Linked DNA regions of Pan troglodytes: region 2 is linked to region 1. A link is a contact called in public HiChIP or PLAC-seq data. All regions are on one chromosome and are shown on one strand. The core of a region is the stretch at or near the end of the contact, and the rest is flanking DNA. Distances in the headings are between cores, read along the strand shown. Region 1 holds the start of DIP2A (disco interacting protein 2 homolog A). Region 2 holds the start of PRMT2 (protein arginine methyltransferase 2).

Region 1 (4,962 bases), core at 1,786-4,285:
CCTCTCCATGTTACATAATCTTATAACTTTACTTACCTATACATCCCCTACATATCTCTAAGATGACAATAGCATAAATGGATCCAACAGATAGAAAACATTTCTTTCATTTAAGTACTTGTGTTCTGTTGCACAAATTATAAAGTTCTTTGAGGAAAGGATTCAATTGTCAATGCCTAGCAAGCACTCAAACACAACTACAACACAAAAAATTGAGGGAATAATGAATACATTGGAGCAGAAATTAGGAGCAATACGCAAAAATATGTTTGAAATGCACAGAATCTAAACTGCGTATATGTGATTTTCCCTAAAGAGCCTTAACAAATGCAGTACAGTAGATCCTGTCAAACCCATTCCTAATTTAAGTTTGTCAGACTGCCTAGGAGCATCTAATCACCAAGAATTCTCAAATCCATCCATTTCTTTCCTTTTTTTTTTTTTTTGTGAGAGAGACAGGTTCTCGCTCTATTGCCCAGGCTGGAGTGCTCCAGTGCTCAGGTGATCCTCCTGCCTCAGCCTCCCAAGTAGCTGGGACTACAGGTGCACACCACCATGCCCAGCTAATTTTTTTTAATACTGTAGAGACAGAGTCTTGCTATGTTGCCCAAGCTGTTCTGAACTCCCGTCTCCAAGCCAACGTGGCCTCCCAAAGTGTTGGGATTACAAGCATGAGCCACTGTGTACTCAGCCTGTACTTCCATTTTTTAAAATGTGCCACAAGCCAGGCACGGTGGCTCATGCCTGTAATCCCAGCACTTTGGGAGGCTGAGGCAGGCGGACCACCTGAGGTCAGGAGTTTGAGACCAGCCTGGTCAACATGGTGATACCTTGCCTCTACTAAAAATACGAAAATTAGCTGGGCGTGGTGGCAAGCGCCTGTAATCCCAGCTACTCAGGAGGCTGAGGCAGAAGAATCATTTCTACCTGGGAGGCAGAGGTTGCAGTGAGCTGAGATCACGCCATTGCACTCCAGCCTGGGCAACAGAGCAAGACTCCGTCTCAAAAAAAAAAAATGTGCCACATGTCACAACATTGTTAAAAATCTGAATGCTGAATTCAAAATAGTTGCAAGTACATGTTGTATTATATGTAAAACAAGATCACAACAGCATCTACCTCCCTCAGGTTGGCAAGGATTAAATGACTTACTATATGCTAGTGCATATTATTTAGATGTTTTGAGAAATAACTACCCCAGACCCAGCAAAATCTTATCAATCTGAAACTTAAATTAAGGATAATAAGATTATTAAAAAAATGGATTCTAAAAGCTGAAAATGCATTTAGATCTCAAAAACAGAGTAAGAATCAATTACATGCTTTTCTTCAAGGACTGCAAGTCCTTTCTGACACTGGAGAAGAACCTAACTCTTTCCCAATGACAGCCAAAAGGAATATCAGGACACAGGCCTTGAAAGGGATAACATCCAAATGGGAAATGCCACCCACCACCTCTGAAGCCAGATTACTCCAGTCTATTTTTATCAACCAACCATTTATACGACTTTTTTTTTTTTACTTTAAAAAATTCCATGAGGGGGCTAACAACTCCTAAGTGTTATGTGCTTTGCATATATTAAGGTATTTTAGCCTCATAACAATCCAAAATGGAAAGTGCTGGTATAACCCCACTTTATAGATAATAAAATGAGGCACAGGGTGCAGCTCCTAGAGTATCAGGCGCGCGGCAAGGGCTCCCAGCTCCAAGGGAAGTAGCTGCCTGCGGACAACGGGCGCAGTCATCCTGGTGAAGCCCAGACCAAGCCCAGACCTACAGCCTTGAGAAAAGCGGGGCTCACAGCTTGGGGCAAAAGTGGTCATTCCTCTCAAGATTCTCACACCTGTCCAAACGACCTAGTCAAAGCCAGTCCTTGGGGTCGGATCCCATTGGGGGAGCAGCTGGGGATAGGGAAAGGTCTCCAGAAGTTTGGCAGGGGTCCCGATGTGGGGGTCCAGGCGGGGGTCTCGGGTGCAGGGCCGTACTGGGGTCCCGGGGTGAGGAGTAAGGGTCCCAGGTGTGAAGGGCCTGGGGGGAGGAGTCCTTGTATGGGGGAGGGGTCCTTGTATGAGAGGCGGGGCAGTGGTCCCTGGTTTGAGGGGCCGCGCGGGTGTCCCGGGGCTGAGGGTCGGGAGTCCGGAGGGGCAGCGCGGGACTCCCAGGGTGAAGGGCGGGGTCCCCGGGGTGAGGGGCCGCGCGGGGTTCTCGGGGTGAGGGGCAGGAGGTCCGGGGGGTGACGGGCAGGAGGTCCGGGGGGTGAGGGGCAGGAGGTCCGGGGGGTGAGGGGCAGGAGGTCCCGGGGGTGAGGGGCGGGAGGTCCCGGGGGTGAGGGGCAGGAGGTCCCGGGGGTAAGGGGCCGGGGTCTCGGGGCGAGGGGTCGTGCTGGGGTCCCACATGAGGGGCGGGGTCCCAGGGTTGAGGAACGGTGTCTCCAGGGGCGAGGGGCGGGTTCCAGGGTAGAGGAACCGGGGTCCCGTTGAGGGGCAGAGGTCCCAGGGGCGAGGCCGCGTGGGGGTCCCGGGGGTGAAGGGCGGGGGTCCTGGAGTGAGGGGCCGCGCGGGGGTCCTGGAGTGAGGGGCCGCGCGGGGGTCCCGGAGTGACAGGCTGCGCGGGGGACCCGGCTGAGGGCGGGTCGCGGGGGTTGAGGGCGGGGTCCGGCTCACCTTCCGACAGCTCCAGCTCCAGCTCAGCCAGGCTCTCCCGCACCTCGGCAGGCAGCGGCGCCGCCTCCAGCGGGCACCCGCGGTCAGCCATGGCCAGGCCGGCTAGCGTCCGAGCAGAGGCTGGAACCGGACCAGGCCTGGCGGCGGCAGCGCAAACCTCGGCTACGTAGCTCCCCTCAGGCCAACAGCCTACATCCGCCAGGCGAGGAGCGGGAGGCGGCGGGACAGGGGCGCGGCCAGGACGGCAACGCACCCGCGCGGGCACGAGCGCGGATGGCTCCGCCGCGCCGCCGCCGCCCCGCGCGCTCCTGAGCGCCCGGCCGGCCCTACGCGGGAGCGCGTGCGCGGCGGGAAGGGCGGGTAGCGAGCGCGCGTGCGCAGTGGGTCTCGGGCCCGCGCAGCCCTCCCGGCCCCGCCCAGCAACACCAGAGCCTCGCTTCCATTGGCCCCGAAGACGCGTCGATGCCGCTCCGGGCTCCCATTGGGAGAGGCGGGAGAGCGCCGCTCCCGACAGGCTCTGCGCTGGGCCTGCTTGAGGGTGGCGGGCTTGAGGCGGGCAGGCTGCTTAGTTGCGGCCCGAGGCGCCTAAGTGGGGATGACCAACCCGTGGGCGTTGGCGCTGACCCCTAGGCGCCGCTGGTGGCCCCGCGCGCGGCCCTCCGGCCAGCCCCGCCCCTCTCGGGGCTCCTCCTTGGTCCCCGCGCCATGGCGCGTCCGCGTTGACCACTGTCTTCCCTTTCGGGCTGTGCTGATCGCGAACGCTGCGCAGTCCGTGGTGGCGTCGAGGCACCTTTCTCGTGCCTTTACCTGTGTTCACTCCTTTGCTTTAAAAAAACAGCCCTAGAAGTACACATCGTTGGCCCCGAAGGAGCCCCAGCAGCCATGTCGGACCGCGAGGTGACCTTGGAGGGCGGGAGGACGGACGAGGGGCCTGGCGGAGCTAGACTGAGAGGGCGCCGCCGGCGTCCTGAAGGCCGTGCTCCCCGAATGTGTGGGAGTGTGTCTGACGGTGCGAGGGTGGCTGTGGCGGGGCCTGAGCAGCGTGTCCGTGTCCCGATGCCGCCCGCCTGTTACTGAGTTAGGCAGGAGTGCCCGAGTCTGGCGAACTTCAGCAGTTCTCGTTCCAGAGCTCCACACGAGGTTGGCCAAAGCTTTGCGGGACTTACATACCCTTCTTCCTCCGTCCAGTCCTGCTTCCTTCCCCTTCCTTTCACCGGTGTTGATACCATGTCAACATTCTCGTACCCCAAACTCAGTCGCAGCGTCTGCTTCTGGAGAAACCATTCTGCAGCATTAAAGCTGGTGAGAAGATGGGATTCGAGGCTGCATCACTCACCAGTGGTGAAGTAGGAGGGTGAACTAGTGAAATGGAATCCACGAGTGGGTGAGGTATCAGACATTTCATATATGGTGAACGTAGTAGATAAAAGGAAGGAAAGGGGGATTGGATAGCTATTGCTTAGTGCCAACCGAGTCTCTTAAGAATAGTGGTCAGCTGAAGGCAAGCAACAAACAGTTGTAAGCCAGTGAATCTGTCCCGTTGCATATAGAGAAGCTTCATTTACTGCAGCAGGTCAAAGACAAGAACCAGGCCCAGGAATTAACATCCCTGTTTGACTGAACTCCAAAAATAGCAAAACACCCAAACAAGGCAATACTCTTCCACTAAGTTTGGATCCCTGCTAAGAAAAGATGAGGCTGGGCACAGTGGCTCACACCTGTAATCCCAGCACTTTGGGAGGCCAAGGCGGGAAGATTGCTTGAGTTCAGGAGTTCAAGACCAGCTTGGGCAACATGACAAAACCCCATCTCTACTGAAAACACAAAAAATTAGCCGGGCATGGTGGCCACGGCTGTGGTCCCAGCTACTTGGGAGGCTAAGGTGGGTGGATCACCTGAGCCCTGGAAGTCAGGGCTGTAGTGAGCTGTGACTGCACTCCAGCCTGGGCAACAGGAGTGAGACTCTGTCTTTTAAAAAAAAAAAGAAAGAAAAGAAAAGCCCGTCATACATGGGTTGGAGATACCTGGGTAGATGCCTTCAAAGGTTTTGACTCCCCAAACTGCCTTAAACCTTTTTTTTGTAGACAGTGTCTCACTCTGTTGCCCAGGCTGGAGTGCAGTTGCTGGATCATGGCCCACTGTAGCCTCAACTTCCTGGGCTCAAACAATCCTCCCACCTGAGCCTCCTAAGTAACTGGGACTACAGGTATGTGTCACCACGCCTGGATACATTTTTTATTATTTGTAGAGGCAAGGTCTTGCTATGTTGCCCAGGCTTGTCTCAAACTTGTAGGCTCC
Region 2 (5,233 bases), core at 1,585-4,084, 180 kb before region 1:
CCTACTGTGTAGCAGTGAGACTGCAACAGGCCCATACACATATCTACAAATAGGATACTTTACACTTTCAGAGAAGGAACACACTACAGGAGTACCCTACAGGGGCAGGATTGAACCAGCATTACACACATAACAAGGACAACTTCCCCAAAGGTAAAGTTAAATGAAGAGGCAAGCTACAGGTGACACTGACAGTATGACACCACTATGGAAACTCTAAAAAGCCCACACAAACAATATCATATGTCATTCAAGTATATCTATATAAGCCATAGAGGTATAAAAATGGTGCAGTGGCACAAAACAGACTCATGATGCACAGTAGTGTTTGCCTCTAGAGAGAGAAGAGGAGGAATAGGACTGAGGCTGGGGAACAAACTTTATCTAGAGTGTCGCTTTTTCTTTTTTAAGAGATGAAGTCTCAGTTTATTGGCCGTGCTGGAATGCAGTGGCTATTCACAGGCACAATCATAATACACCACATCCTCAAACTCCTGGCCCCAAGTGATCCTCCTGCTTCAGCCTCCTGAGTAGCTGAACTACAGACACACCCGACAGTATTTTTTATACATACATATATATATATACACACACACATATATGTATATACACACACATATATATAGCTTAATGTACACTGTTTAATGTACTTGATGTTTACAATATCATTCTGGAAATGTCCTAATATTTGTTAAATTTCTCAAAAGAAAAATAAGATGTGCACGGAATTAAAACATTTTATGAATAATTAAAGAAATTAACGAAAGATTCTGACTATAAATAAAATTCCTATATATAAAAAGCCAAATGAAAGCTCATTGGAATGAAAGAGAAAAAAAGAAAACATTAAAATTGACACAACAGATACGGAAATGCTTGATTTTTAAAAACAGTATCTATTATTCAGTTGGTGACTTTTACATAATCAACAGTCTTTACAATTTGAGGGGTATTTTTTACTGCTAACTTGAACGAAACTACATGAGTACCCCAGGCAGAAACAGTATGAATACATAAATCTTTTCTAATGTGTCCAACTTGCCTTCAATATATTGCTGGTATTATGCCTGAAATTTTATTGAACAGCTCAGAAAATATGCTTGCTTTGCCAGTTCACGTACCAAAAATGGAACCCTAAATGATGCTGATGTTTTGGGGCTACGTATTTCCTTAGAATTGTTATGGTGCCCAACGCAGGATGTCACCTTACAGGCACTGCGTTTCCTCTGCCTCCCAATCTTCACATTTAAGCATTCTACTGCCGGTGGCCACCTTCCAAGGCACAAGCCAAGCTCCATCACATCTGTGAGCCGACGCTTAGCTCTCTGTAATGCTCACATTCATTAAACACAGATTTTTAGGAAGTGGAACGGAAATTACCTGCGATTCACTTCTGGGACAGTCACCTGATGTTGCCATAGTTCTCTTAGGCTCTGCCTCATAACTGCTGATTTATTTCATTTTCTTTTCCATTTCTACTTTTAAAAAGAGAAGGAGACACAAAGTACTTGTTACATTGCTTAATAATTGAGTTCACTTAACTTCTAACGTGCATGATGTCCTCTACCAAATAGAAGTAAAATGTGTATGTGTGAAGATTAGTATAGAAATGAAAATTTACAATACTTTACAGAGACAAAAGCATTTAAAAATCATAAACTTCAAATAGTGTGTTTTCTTCACTAGTCTGCAAGGTGTTAATCTTGTTCATTTGCTGAAGCCTGTTAGTTTCTGTTAGATCAGGTGTCGACTTAAGGTAATAAATCAGTATTCATTAATTTCTTAGAACTGTGATAGCTTTAATTCCAATTAAAAGTCCCTACCTGGGACCTTACAGTGTTTCCACTAACAGGAACCAAGGTCTGCATCTTCCAGTCTTTTCCTTCTTCTCAATTCGTATTTTTCCAGTGATAGTGTAATCCACACACTGCTCTGGGATCAATGTGTTTTTTAAATTGCATAGCAATTCTTTGTTTAAAATGCACGCTTCACTTCTAAATCCAGACTTGAAGCTTATTTTTGTGATATTCCTAGTTACAAATGCTTACTGATTTACATAATTATATTTTCATTGGAAAACCTGGGTCCAAATTGGGACGGGGTCGGAGTGGAGGCCGCGGTGCGCGCAGGACCCTGCCCTCCTAAGATGCCCTCGGGAGGAACAGGATCATGGAGGGTTGGAACAGGTGGCCAGTGAAGGGGGGTGAGAAGGGGGCAGGAAGCGAGAGGGCCACGCGTGGACGCAGGGGCACGAGAGGGTCAGGCTGGGACAGCGCCGCGAGCTTCGGGGCAGGGGCCGCCGGGCAGGTGGGCGTGGCCGCGAAGGGCGTGACAGAGATGGCGGTGGGGTGGGCGTGGCCGCAGAGGGCGCTGGACGGTGGGAGTGGCCGGGAAGAGGTGCGGCACGCAGGGAAGGGTGTGACGGGGACCGAGCTCCCGTTTGGACGCCAGGGCAGGTGGCTGAGATCGCGAAGGCGCTCGGAGGTCCCAAAAGGGGGCGGAGGCCTCTGTCCGCCAGCGACGCACACGCAGTGCGAGGACGCCTCACCTGGCCTGTCCTTCCTTACGTGCAGTCCAGCCATCTGAGCTGCCCATCAGGACACCTACCTCAATCGCGTTTCTCCGCTGAGTTCCGCGTCCACACCGCCAGCGCGGAGGGGCGGACGGTCCTTTCCAGGAGCCTGAGCCACCGCCCTCAACCCGCGCAAGCGCAGTGCACGCAGGCCGTCAGCCGGGAAGGCCCCGCCCAGGGCCCGGCGCCCCGCGCAGGCGCAGTCCTAAGACGTCCCCTATTCCAGGGAAGCCGAGCCACCGCCCTCGACTTGCGCCGGCGCACCGCTCACAGATCGTCTGCAGCTAGGGCTGCGCCCCGCGCAGGCGCACTTCACATCTGCGCCTCCCGCGGTCTTGCGAGGCGAGGCCAGGTTCTCCATGTGTGGAGCTCGTCCCCAATCGCCCAGCCCAGCCGCGGGGTGGGGGGGCTCGGCTTGGGGTCCGACCCAGAGGGGCGCGGGGCAGGAGTCCGACCTGGGGCGGGGGGCGCGGTTGGGCCATTCACGGCTTGGGAAGCGACAACCCCTACGAGCCACAAAATGGCTGGGGCTTGGGGGACCCCCACCTCCTCTGTCTTCCCGCAAATAATTCAGTTAACTTTCCCATCCGCGCTGCGCAGTGTGCGCCCTCTGCCTTTCTTCTGGATAAGTGGAAGCAGAATGATGACGTTTCTGTTTTGGGGAGAGGAAGTTTGGGGTGAAGGAGAAATGGGTGGCACTAATGCCTGTAAAACAAATAAAATTCGAAGCCCCCCCCTCCCCGCAGCCATCTGACTGGACTCCCTCCTTTACCAGGGAACCCTGAAGTTCAACCTGAGAGACTATTCTGGCCTCGAGGGGAAGTAAGAGTTGGACATGCCTTTTTACACTCCTCCAGCATTAACATCAAGGCAGACCTTAAGTCTGATTTAAAAAAAAAAAAAAATGTGGAAGGAAAATAAATTTGGGGGCCGCAAAATCATTAAGCTTAAAAGGAAAAGTCAAGTTGGGAACTGCTTAGGGCAAACCTGCCTCCCATTCTATTCAAAGTCATCTCTCAGCTCACTGAGATAAATGCGTATCTGATTGCCACCTCTGGAGGGGCTAACCAGAAACTCAAGGGAATGCAACGATTTGTCTCATACTTACCTATGACCTGGAAGCTCCCTCCTGCCTTTGCTTCGAGTTGTCCCGCCCTTCCGGACCAAACCAATGTTCATCTTACATATATTGATTGATGTCTCATGTCTCCCTAAAACGAATAAAACCAAACTGTGCTCTGACCACCTTGGGCACATGTCATCAGGGCCTCCGACGGCCGTGTCATGGGCGTGCATCCTTAAATTCAGCAAAATAAAGTTCCTAAGTTGACTGAGATCTGACTCAGATATTCAAGGTTCACATTTTGGTAACCACAAAGGGATTCTGAGTAGAGGTGCCACAGACCTTTGACAAATCTCCTGTCAGTCCTTAGTACCAGCTTGAGCTATCTTTATGGCTCAAACCAATAGGACAATTTGCGGAGGCCTGGAAGCCCCCTCTCCAGAGAATCCCTGATCTACCCAGATTTGGTCAAGATCTAGTTTATTTTGCTGTACAACTCCTTTTGTGTGTTGGGCGGGGGTTGGGGGGCGGGGTGTGCTTTACTCTCTTCCAACATAAGGAAGTAGTAGTAGTTTTTTCCTGCTTCCATGACAATGGAAGGCAGGTAACTCGTTTATGGAGTTTGAGCTCGCTTCCCACAGGAAAGATGAGGGGTTTTCTTCCTCTGCTTCTAGGATGGTAGAGAGCAATCTTCAGCCTCAGACCCATCCCTAGGAAGTAACTGAATTGGGGTTTGTCTTGGCTCTTAAGATTAGCAACCAGCTGGTCTTAATTTCTCCTTACCATTAGTGTGCTCAGTAACCTTATAAATTGCCCAATCCTTCGTTTCGCTTAACTGGTTTTTTTGTTGTTGTTTCTGTTTTTTGTTCTTTTGTCTTTTTTGCATTGAGTTTGACGAACTCTATCTGACTTGATCGAAACCAAAGGAAAAGTTCCAAATTATGAGAAGCGAGGCCTCTGAAGAGGCTAAGTTTCAACCCCTCCCCACCACACACACACACAAAAGGTGATGTGGTGGGGGGAGAAAAACAGCTAGCAAAAGGAAAAAGAAAAAAAAAATTTATTTTGACTACTTAAAGGGCTTTTCTTACATAACAAGGCCACATTTTTGCTAGCCAGACCAACCAAAAAGAGTAATGTCTGTCACCCCACACTGCAGTTCCATACCTAAGGGTTCTGCCTTCTTTTTTTCCACCACTACAGCCTGGGTTTAGTTCCTAAATTAAGCCCTTTCTGGTTTGATACTTGGTACTTCTGAAATAGCAGCAATTAGTCCTAGCTGAAATATGATAATGAGATTTATTTATTTATTTAGACAGAGTCTGGCTCTGTGTTCCAGGCTGGGGTGCAGTGGCACAATCTCAGCTCACTGCAACCTCCACCTCCCAGGTTCAAGTGATTCCCATGCCTTAGCCTCCTGAGTAGCTGGGATTCTAGGCCTGCACCACCACACCCAGCTCATTTTTGTATTTTTTTGGTAGAGATGGGGTTTCACCATGTTGGCCAGGCTGGTCTCAAACTGGCCTCAAGTGATCCGCCTACCTCGGCCTCCCAAAGTGTTGGGATCACAGGCATGAGCCACCATGCCCAGCCAGTAA

The links. HiChIP or PLAC-seq counts read pairs in DNA pulled down with a chosen protein or histone mark.
Region 2: a contact with region 1 is called in an H3K4me3 HiChIP or PLAC-seq map of stem cell-derived excitatory neurons, with 2.5 times the contacts expected there. The contact joins the promoter of PRMT2 here to the promoter of DIP2A in region 1. A contact is called at or near these places in 1 of 7 Hi-C or Micro-C datasets (stem cell-derived neural progenitor cells) and 1 of 1 datasets of contacts at active chromatin or transcription factors (stem cell-derived excitatory neurons).

What each region holds. Positions count from the first base shown.
Region 1 is chr22:47,144,778-47,149,739 of NHGRI_mPanTro3-v2.0_pri, reverse strand. It overlaps DIP2A (disco interacting protein 2 homolog A), which reads right to left and starts at 3,035. Exons shown (of 39, transcript XM_063803614.1): 1 at 2,665-3,035. LOC112206635 (a long non-coding RNA gene) reads left to right here and starts at 3,193. Exons shown (of 2, transcript XR_010154497.1): 1 at 3,193-3,561.
Region 2 is chr22:47,323,307-47,328,539 of NHGRI_mPanTro3-v2.0_pri, reverse strand. PRMT2 (protein arginine methyltransferase 2) reads right to left here and starts at 2,834. Exons shown (of 11, transcript XM_514952.5): 1 at 2,608-2,834; 2 at 1,381-1,475. The coding sequence starts at 1,419.